Regions from separate parts of the Ctenopharyngodon idella genome. Here region 2 is linked to region 1. Evidence: chromatin contacts called from public Hi-C data. All regions are on one chromosome and are shown on one strand. Each heading gives the region's core, a stretch centred on a gene start, on an enhancer-like site or on the middle of the called end of the contact. The rest is flanking DNA. Distances are from core to core; before and after follow the strand shown.

What was found. Hi-C and Micro-C count contacts between places; a contact is called where the count stands out from the background.
Region 2: a contact with region 1 is called in a Hi-C map of muscle, with 5 times the contacts expected there. The contact joins the promoter of cfdp1 here to the promoter of LOC127499540 in region 1. A contact is called at or near these places in 2 of 2 Hi-C or Micro-C datasets (both in muscle).

The regions. Positions count from the first base shown.
Region 1 is chr18:21,190,719-21,194,929 of HZGC01, reverse strand. LOC127499540 (leukotriene B4 receptor 1-like) reads right to left here and starts at 2,029. Exons shown (of 1, transcript XM_051869912.1): 1 at 993-2,029. The coding sequence starts at 2,029. The coding sequence ends at 1,052.
Region 2 is chr18:21,340,500-21,344,710 of HZGC01, reverse strand. It overlaps cfdp1 (craniofacial development protein 1), which reads left to right and starts at 2,109. Exons shown (of 7, transcript XM_051870399.1): 1 at 2,109-2,338; 2 at 3,204-3,336; 3 at 3,416-3,638. The coding sequence starts at 2,272. It overlaps tmem170a (transmembrane protein 170A), which reads right to left and starts at 1,547. Exons shown (of 3, transcript XM_051870400.1): 1 at 1,090-1,547. The coding sequence starts at 1,237.

The DNA.
Region 1 (4,211 bases), core at 780-3,279:
TTGTAAGAAAAATATCCATATTTAAAACTTTATATATTTAAACAACTAGCTTCCAGCAAAAGACCGCAGGCTTTTGCAGACCGATTTGCACCAAATGAGTAATCCTCTGACGTGATGTATGACGCAGGATGTAGGAGTATCATAAGCTTAGACACCCCTCATGGTTCAAACAAATATGGCTGGGCAACAAACTCAAGGTCCTCTTCTCTTATATCAAAATCCTCCGACATTTCTCTTTTAAAACTTCTAATTTTAGACTTCTAATTCATGACCGGTGTTTTGTTTTGCTCTCTCCTCTGCGCCTGCGTCATTGCGTCATCGCGTCGTGTGTACGTTCATCCGCTGGAAGCTCGTTATTTGAATTTATAAAGTTTTAAATATGGATATTTTTCTTACAAAAACGCATCCATTCGCTTCAAAAGGCTTTTATTAACCAGCCTACATCAGCTGTCTAAATTTTGTTTCCTCTTTTGTTATATTCAGACACATTAACTTTGGCCCGAGTGTTGGGGACCTTCAGTTTTCAAAAGCATATAAATGTTAATTCTGCAAGAAAAAGTTAGTGTAAAAGATGGAGGAATGTTAGTTATGATTAATTAAAAACTTCCTTCACATACTGCAGCTACAAAAATTCATAACAGGGTTGTTTTTATAAATACTTTTAAATGTTCTTCATCTTTCTAAAGATTGAAAAATTATTTTTCACAGCAGAACAGTAGTCCTACACGCAAGAGCATTTTAAGGACAGTTACAGTAACATGTAACATGAAAAACCTGCAAAAATTAAAAAATTCTAAATCATTGAAACAAAATTGTAAACAAGATGTATTAACCCTCAGTGAGTTGATGTTTATAAGCATTTATTCATTCAGGTTTTATTTACATAGATGTTCCTTTGGCATAGCACAGATAAAAGATTGCATACATGCTGCTTTTTACAACAGAAAATAAATTTTTAAAGCAAACCGATCTCAATTTTGTTAGCAGACAAAGTTTACAACTCAAAAATAATTAGTTGAATTTGTAACTGTGAAATAAACAATGGGGGGTTCTACTTACTACACTTTATGACATTCCTTGAAAAGAAAACATAGAGAAAAGGATCCAGACAGCAGTTCAGCAAAGCCAGAGTCTTGCTCATATCACCATAAACTCTACGGAAGGACTTCAGTTGGGAATGAATGTCTGGATGAGAAGTTTTAGTCAGAGTAGTAACTATATCAATCACATTGATGATGTGCACAGGAGTCCAAAACAGAAAGAAAGCCACAACGATGCTGACCACAAGTCTCTTCTTGTAAGTCTTAACCTTTGACCCCTGGTTTCTGGGTTCCTGGTTCTGTGGAGCTCTAGTTAAATTGGAGCTCTTGGCTTTTTGGCTCAAACCTTTGTGCAACCAGAGATAACATGTTAACATGATCAAAAATGGGATGACGAACCCCAACAGGATCTCAAGAAGCAAAACAGTCACTACTACAGACTGTGATTCTACAGACTCCATTGCCCTCTGACATCTCTGCAATCCATCCTTGTCTATGAGTCCTTGAGTGAAAAATATCGGTAGGGAAAAAACAAAGGCTAGAATCCAGATGGCAATCAGCTGAAGGCGCCTGTGCCGTCTCTCCAGTCTGTGCAGTATCATCCTGTTAGTGACTCTGGACTTGATGACATTGTGATAGCGGTGCACACTCATGGAGGTGACCGTCAGGACACCAACATACAGACTCCAGTGACCCAAGAAGAATAAGATCCTACAAGACCAAAGGCCGAGTTTCCATCCAAACAGTATTCCACACAGCACCACAGGAGCCAAGCAAAGGGTCAAAGCATCAGAGACAGCAAGGTTTACCATTAGTTTTAAGGTAAAGTTCAAATGTTTGTTCCACTCACGAGCAATGCTGATGATTACTGCGATATTGCTTGGCAAACCCACCAAACAGCACAAACCCAGAACTACAGCAGGAGCGATCTGCTTTGAACCCACAGCAGTGCTGTTAGATGTTGAATTGAAGCGTAATCTAAGCTCCATCATCAGATTTTCTTGTCTGTTAATGCTGAATCTGAGTTATGACTGCTTGAAGAACAGGGGCTATGTTGACTCCTCCCTTTCTGTAAACCAAAACTACAGCTTTGCTCTTATCTCAATGAAGGTGCTTGCAAATATTTTTTTGTGTAATTTTTTTTGTTTGATTGTACAGCACATTGGTCAACATTATTGTTTTAATTGTGCTTTATAAATAAATAACAATAAATAAACAAACAAAACAAACAAGAAACAAATACACAAAGGCAAAAAAAAATTAAAGCTTCCCTTTTACCCGCTATATATAATGTATTTTCTTCTCAAACAAGCATGATGCAATTAAAGTAAAACATACAGAGAAAAAATTATGAATTCATACTTAATTAAAGGGGTCATATGATGCTATTTATTTTGTTTTAAATAGCTGCATTCTTTCTGGTTTGTGGTTTTCACACGTTTCTTTCTCTACTGTTCTTCCTTTTACACTTAATGTAGCCACTTTTGCAAGCTGCAAACATTTACTTCATATGCTTATGTTTTTAATAAAAAATATTAAAAGGGAGGAGATCACGTCATGAAATAAATGTTTTTCTCCAGCCATGACTTCCTGTTCCACAGGAGTATAAACATGAGGAAACACAAAGGCCAAATTCCCATAATCATTCATCACAATGAGTAAAACCAAAGAATATAGTTCTGATGTGCAGCAAAATATTGTTGAGCTTCACAAAATAGAAAATGGCTGTAAGAAAATAGCTAAAGTATTGCAAATCCCCATTTCCACTATCAGGGCAATAATTAAGAAGTTCCAATCAACTTAAGATGTTACAAATCTGCCTGGAAGAGGACGCGTGTCTATGTTGTCCTAATGCGCGGTGAGAAAGAAAGTTTGAGTGGCTAAAGACTTTCCAAGGATCACAGCTGGAGAATTGTGGAAATTAGTTGAGTCTTGGGGTCAGAAAGCCTAAAATAAAAATGATCAAACATCCCCACAAGTTGTTCGGGGGGGTTTCAAGAAAAATCCTCCTCGCTTATTCATAAACAATCTCCAGCATGTTCAGCTGTCAGACACAACTGGAACTTCAAACAGGGACTGGCTTCTATGGTCAGATGAAGCAAAAAAAACAAAAAAAAACAACAACAACCCACCAGATGGCTTTGGTGCACATATGAATAAAAAGTACCTCATGCCCTAAAAACGTCTAAAAAGGCATACCCAAAGTAAATTGCATGCTGTTCTCATGCTGAACCATTTGGAGTACATTGGTTTTGGTCTCTTTTGAAAGGTATGTGTACCGCAGGCGGTACAGTGGAACACTAACAGGTTAATGTTGTGGGACTGTTTTTCTGCTGGAGGTCCTGGACATCTTGTTCAGATAAATGCAATCATGGATTCTATCAAATACCAAAAGATAAAAAAGCAAAACCTGACAGCCTCTGCTAGAAATCTTATAAGGGGCCGTGGTTGGATCATCCATCAGGGCAATGTTCCAAAACAAACATCAAAATCAACACAAAAATGTGTCACTGAGCATAAAATGAAGCTTCTGCCATGGCCATCCCAGTCCCCTGACCTGAACCCTAAAAAAAATGAGTGGGGTGAACTGAAGAGAAGAAGCACTAACATGGAGCTGGGAATCTGAAGGATCTGGAGAGATGGTGTCTGATCTCTTGTAGGTGTTCTCCAAACTCATCACGTGGCAAGTTGCGTTTGTTCTCGTTTCACTCTGAGTCAGTAAGGCGTGGCCAAAGCCAGCTTATAGTACTTAAACAGTTGTAATTTAGCGTTTTTTAGAGAGAAGCAGTCAAGCAACAGGAGGATCTACATACTGTAAGTGTTTTTTGTGTCTTTTCTAGTTTGATTTTAGTGCTGTGTCGTTGCTAGGAAAGTTTGCTTTCTGTATTCACATAGCAAGTCGCGTTTGTTCTCGTTTTGCTCTGAGTCAGTAAGGCGTGTTACTCTTATCCTTTCCTGAGGATGGTACTCCTCTACTAGTACTTGGAGATTTCAACATCCATCTAGACAAACCTCAGGCTACTGACTTTCACACTCTGCTTGCCTCATTTGATCTCAGGCGAGTGTCTACTACAGCTACCCACAAATCAGGTAACCAATTGGATCTCATCAACACATGCTGCTACTCCACTACACACCTCAGACCATTTCCTCAACACTTTTAATTTCATC
Region 2 (4,211 bases), core at 860-3,359, 150 kb before region 1:
GATAGAACAACAGACACAATCAGACAGATAGACAATGATAGATAGATAGATAGATAGATAGATAGATAAATAGATATAATGACAGATAGACAGACATAAAGAATGACAGAGTTAGATAAATAGACACCAACAATGGACAGACAGACAGAAAGAATGACAGACAGACAACAAACACAATCAGATAAATGGATAGAAAGACAACAATAGATAGTTAGACAGACAGACAGACAGACAGAAAGAACGACAGAGATATATAGATAGAATGACAGACAGACAGAAAGAACGACAGACAGACAGATAGATGACGACGACAGACAGACAGAACAAGATAGATAGAATGACAAACAACGACAGATAGACAGACAGACAGGCACAGATAGATAGAAAGACGATAGATAGATTGATATAATGACAGATAGACAGACATAAAGAATGACAGACAGACAGATAGACAACAGACACAGACAGATGGATATAAAGACAACAATAGATAGATAGATAAGATAGACAGACAGAAAGAACGACAGATATAGATAGATAGAATGACAGACAGAAAGAACGACATAGATAGACAATCTGATAGATAGACAGACAGAAAGAACGACAGAAATAGATAGAATGACAGACAGAAAGAACGACATAGATAGACAATCTGATAGATAGATAGAAAGAACGACAGATAGATAGACAGACACAGACAGACAGATAGATAGAAAGACAACGATAGATAGATAGATAGATAGATAGATAGATAGATAAGACATAAGAAACGACAGAGTTAGATACCAACAAACAGACAGACAGAAAGAACGACAGACAGATAGATATATAGATAGTTCTAGCACTACACATATAACGACAGATAGACAGTCGATGTCCATCTCTCAGTTACTCCATTTCCCCAAACACTTAACATAACATTAGCCGGAAGCTAACACACTAGCATTAGTTGCTAACCCATCACCAGTCTAAAAGCTCCACTTTTTCAGTGTAATGCAAATCATACAACACAATAATATTATCTTATATCAGCACAAACATGAGCTGATCGAACTGACGAGTAATGTCTGCTGTGGCGTGAAGACTCACCGGAGAAATCGCACAGAGATGTGTCGTTCCTCCCGCAGTTGGTGGCATTTTTCCTCGGCACCAAATTCAAACTGAGGATCTGCTTGACGAATCCTATCTCCACGTTATAGTCGTCCTGCATTTCTCTTAAGATCAACACTGCGATCATGCGTGAGGAAAGTGTCAAATCCGAATAACAGCATTAGAAACGGAATGTGGGCTTGAGCAGAGCGTATGTTTTTAGCACAGATGCTCATCCATCTGCATGAACTTCCACTTCAACTGCGATGAGCGCGCGGATTTACTTTCATTAAACTAAAAGCACTACCGATGCTCTCTAACACTGTTGATAAACCGGGAAAATTATGGTTTTAACGACCATAACTGTGTCGAGTTTGAGATTATCTAGCTGTCACCTGCGATTTGCGACAGGCTTGTGGGCGGGGCCTGTATGGTTGTAGCGTCTGTCCCTTCGCGGTATCCGTAAAAGATGATTTACATATCATATGGATAGAGTGTGAGTGTCTTTTGCAAGTTTTGTTTTATTTTATTTTATTTTATTTTATTCTATTTCCATCTTAAGTCGTGGAAATAAAATAATATAAATGTCTTAATGTCTTTACCGTAATGTAATTTATATATTAAATTTAGTTATTATTAATATACTTTTATTAAGTACTTTAATGATAAAATGTCCCCTTTGATTACCTTTAATAATAACCCCGTTTATTATTGTTGTTAATAAATATATATATTTTTAAATTCTGTCACTGTTTTTATGGTTGTTAACGTACATGAAAAGAGTCAGGAGGGCAGAATTTTAGTCATTTCCTTACCGTATTACTTGTAATAATGACCTTAATAATAATATTTTACCTTTAATTACCTTTAATAATACAAATCTTTTAGTTTTTTAGCCTATTATCATTGTTGTTGTTAATACATATTTTTAAAAACATTTTCTGTCATTGTTTTTTGCACAGGGTTGGTACAACCTAACAAAGAACTTGAAGTTGGAAAGAAACGACATGTCTGGATGCTGATGAGGCATTGAGTCTTTTATAGATCAGATGATGCTAGCAGGCTAACACATGCTCGGTTTCTAGGAAAGCTAGCTGGTTAGCCATAGTGTTTCTTGTGATTGTTTTCGGAGTCTTCATCTGATTTAGCAGCTAATCCAGCACACCACACAGAGAAATAAGGATGAATTATTCGGATTACGACTCGGATGGTTATTCCTCAAATGAGGATGAAGACTATGTCCCTTCTGGTAAGAGATTTTAGCATGATAAAGTTAGCATGGTCGTATTTGAGCAAGAGCACAGATGTAGCCAAGCAGTCTGTGCTCTATATATGTGCACATATACTGTTTTACTTTATATGTTTTTCCTCTTTATGATAGTAATATCATATGCAAACACAATTGCACAAAAAGTATCCTAGCTAATGCTCATACTTTGGATTCCTACATAATTATCTAGACAATGACTTATCTCAGTATTATCTAGTGTATAGGGTATATTTATTCAGATCCCTCTTTGAGGTGTTTTATGTGTCCAAGCAATGGTTAATACGTTACTCCTTTCTGAGAGATGTTTATTTGGCTGTGACAGTGATGACAAGGATGAAAACAATCACTGATTTAATTTACCAAAACCCCTGCTGGTCTTTCATGGTCCTGTCCAGCAGAAGTGCCATAAATTGGTTTGCATCATGAAGCACTGGAGATCCAACCATTGAACATAGTGATTTGTTCAGATTAATTTTCAGCTTTAACACGTATAAGTGGTTAATTCACATCCAGGCATGGTTTTAGTGAGAAATATTGAGTGAGAAATATTCCCACTTATAGAAGAATTTGGGTCATTGGAATTAGAAAACCTGCCACTTCAGATTTTCCTACTCCAAAGAATTTTAAAATACCTTTAGGTTATTGAAAGTGACAACAGCCCTTTTTAAAAATATTTAGTTTTTCATTTATTTTCAAACAACAATGCAGCAGTCAAGCAATGCATAGAAAATTTAGGAAATAATGCATCATAAGTTGGTTTGCCTACTGGTATATGTTCACTTTGTCCCAGGGTCATAAATAAGATTCATTCACATTACTTAATTTTTTTCCTTTTATTGATCAGATGATAATCTGAGTGAGGATGACATGAATGAATGTGTGAAGGAGGATGCACTGGAAGGTGAGGATCACAATGAGCAGCAGTCAGAACATGTGAAGAAGAAAAAGAAGAAAACTAAAGCAGACATCCCTATGAGGTATGATATTACTGACGTATATTTTAAACCCAACTAAATTCTTAAGTAAAATGTTCTCACTTTCCCCTCATTTTCAAAGAAAAAGGAAAAAAGGAGGCCTTAAACTGGTAGAAGATGGTGAGGGAGGTTCGGCAGACCAACAGAAAGATGAAGATGAGCCAAAAGAAGATCATTTTGTAACCAAGTCAGGAGGTGGCCATGAAGATCAGCAGAAGAAGAAAGCAGATGATCTTTGGGCTAGTTTTTTGAGTGATGTCGGCCCTCGACCAAAAGCATCAGCTCCAAGTGCAGACTCTCAGCAGGTAACTTAAAATAAAGGTTTACATGTATTAAAGACTTCAAACTTCAAACTTCTTCTGTTTAGTTTGGTGTGGATGTGTTGGAAAAACCCATAAGTCACCATGAAATCAAAATGGACATTTCTTGTTTTTTGTTGTTGTTGTTTTAATGGAATATTGCAGTATTTATTATGTTGGCTTGAGAAAGCCAACACTATGAAATGCTATTTAAGCTTATATTTATTATTCTTCTGCGACTAAAATTTGCAATTGTATCTCCTCCTAGAGCTTTCAAGCTATTACCATCAAACTCAGGTCAGACCTTCAGACTGTTCTGACTCGGTATGCTATATCTTTTCTAACTGATCGGACTTACGGTTTTCCCAAACATATGGATGAAATCTCAGAAAATTCCATAGACGGAATGTTGAAATGAGCCAAGACCGTTCAAACTCCAGCTGTCAAAATTCAAATTTAAACTCCCAGAAGCCCTTTAGACTCATTTAAGCTGCCATTCTGTCTAATATTTCTAAGGTATATAGACTCATTTAAAGAGATATTTCACCCAAAAATGAAACTTTGCTGTTAATTTACTCA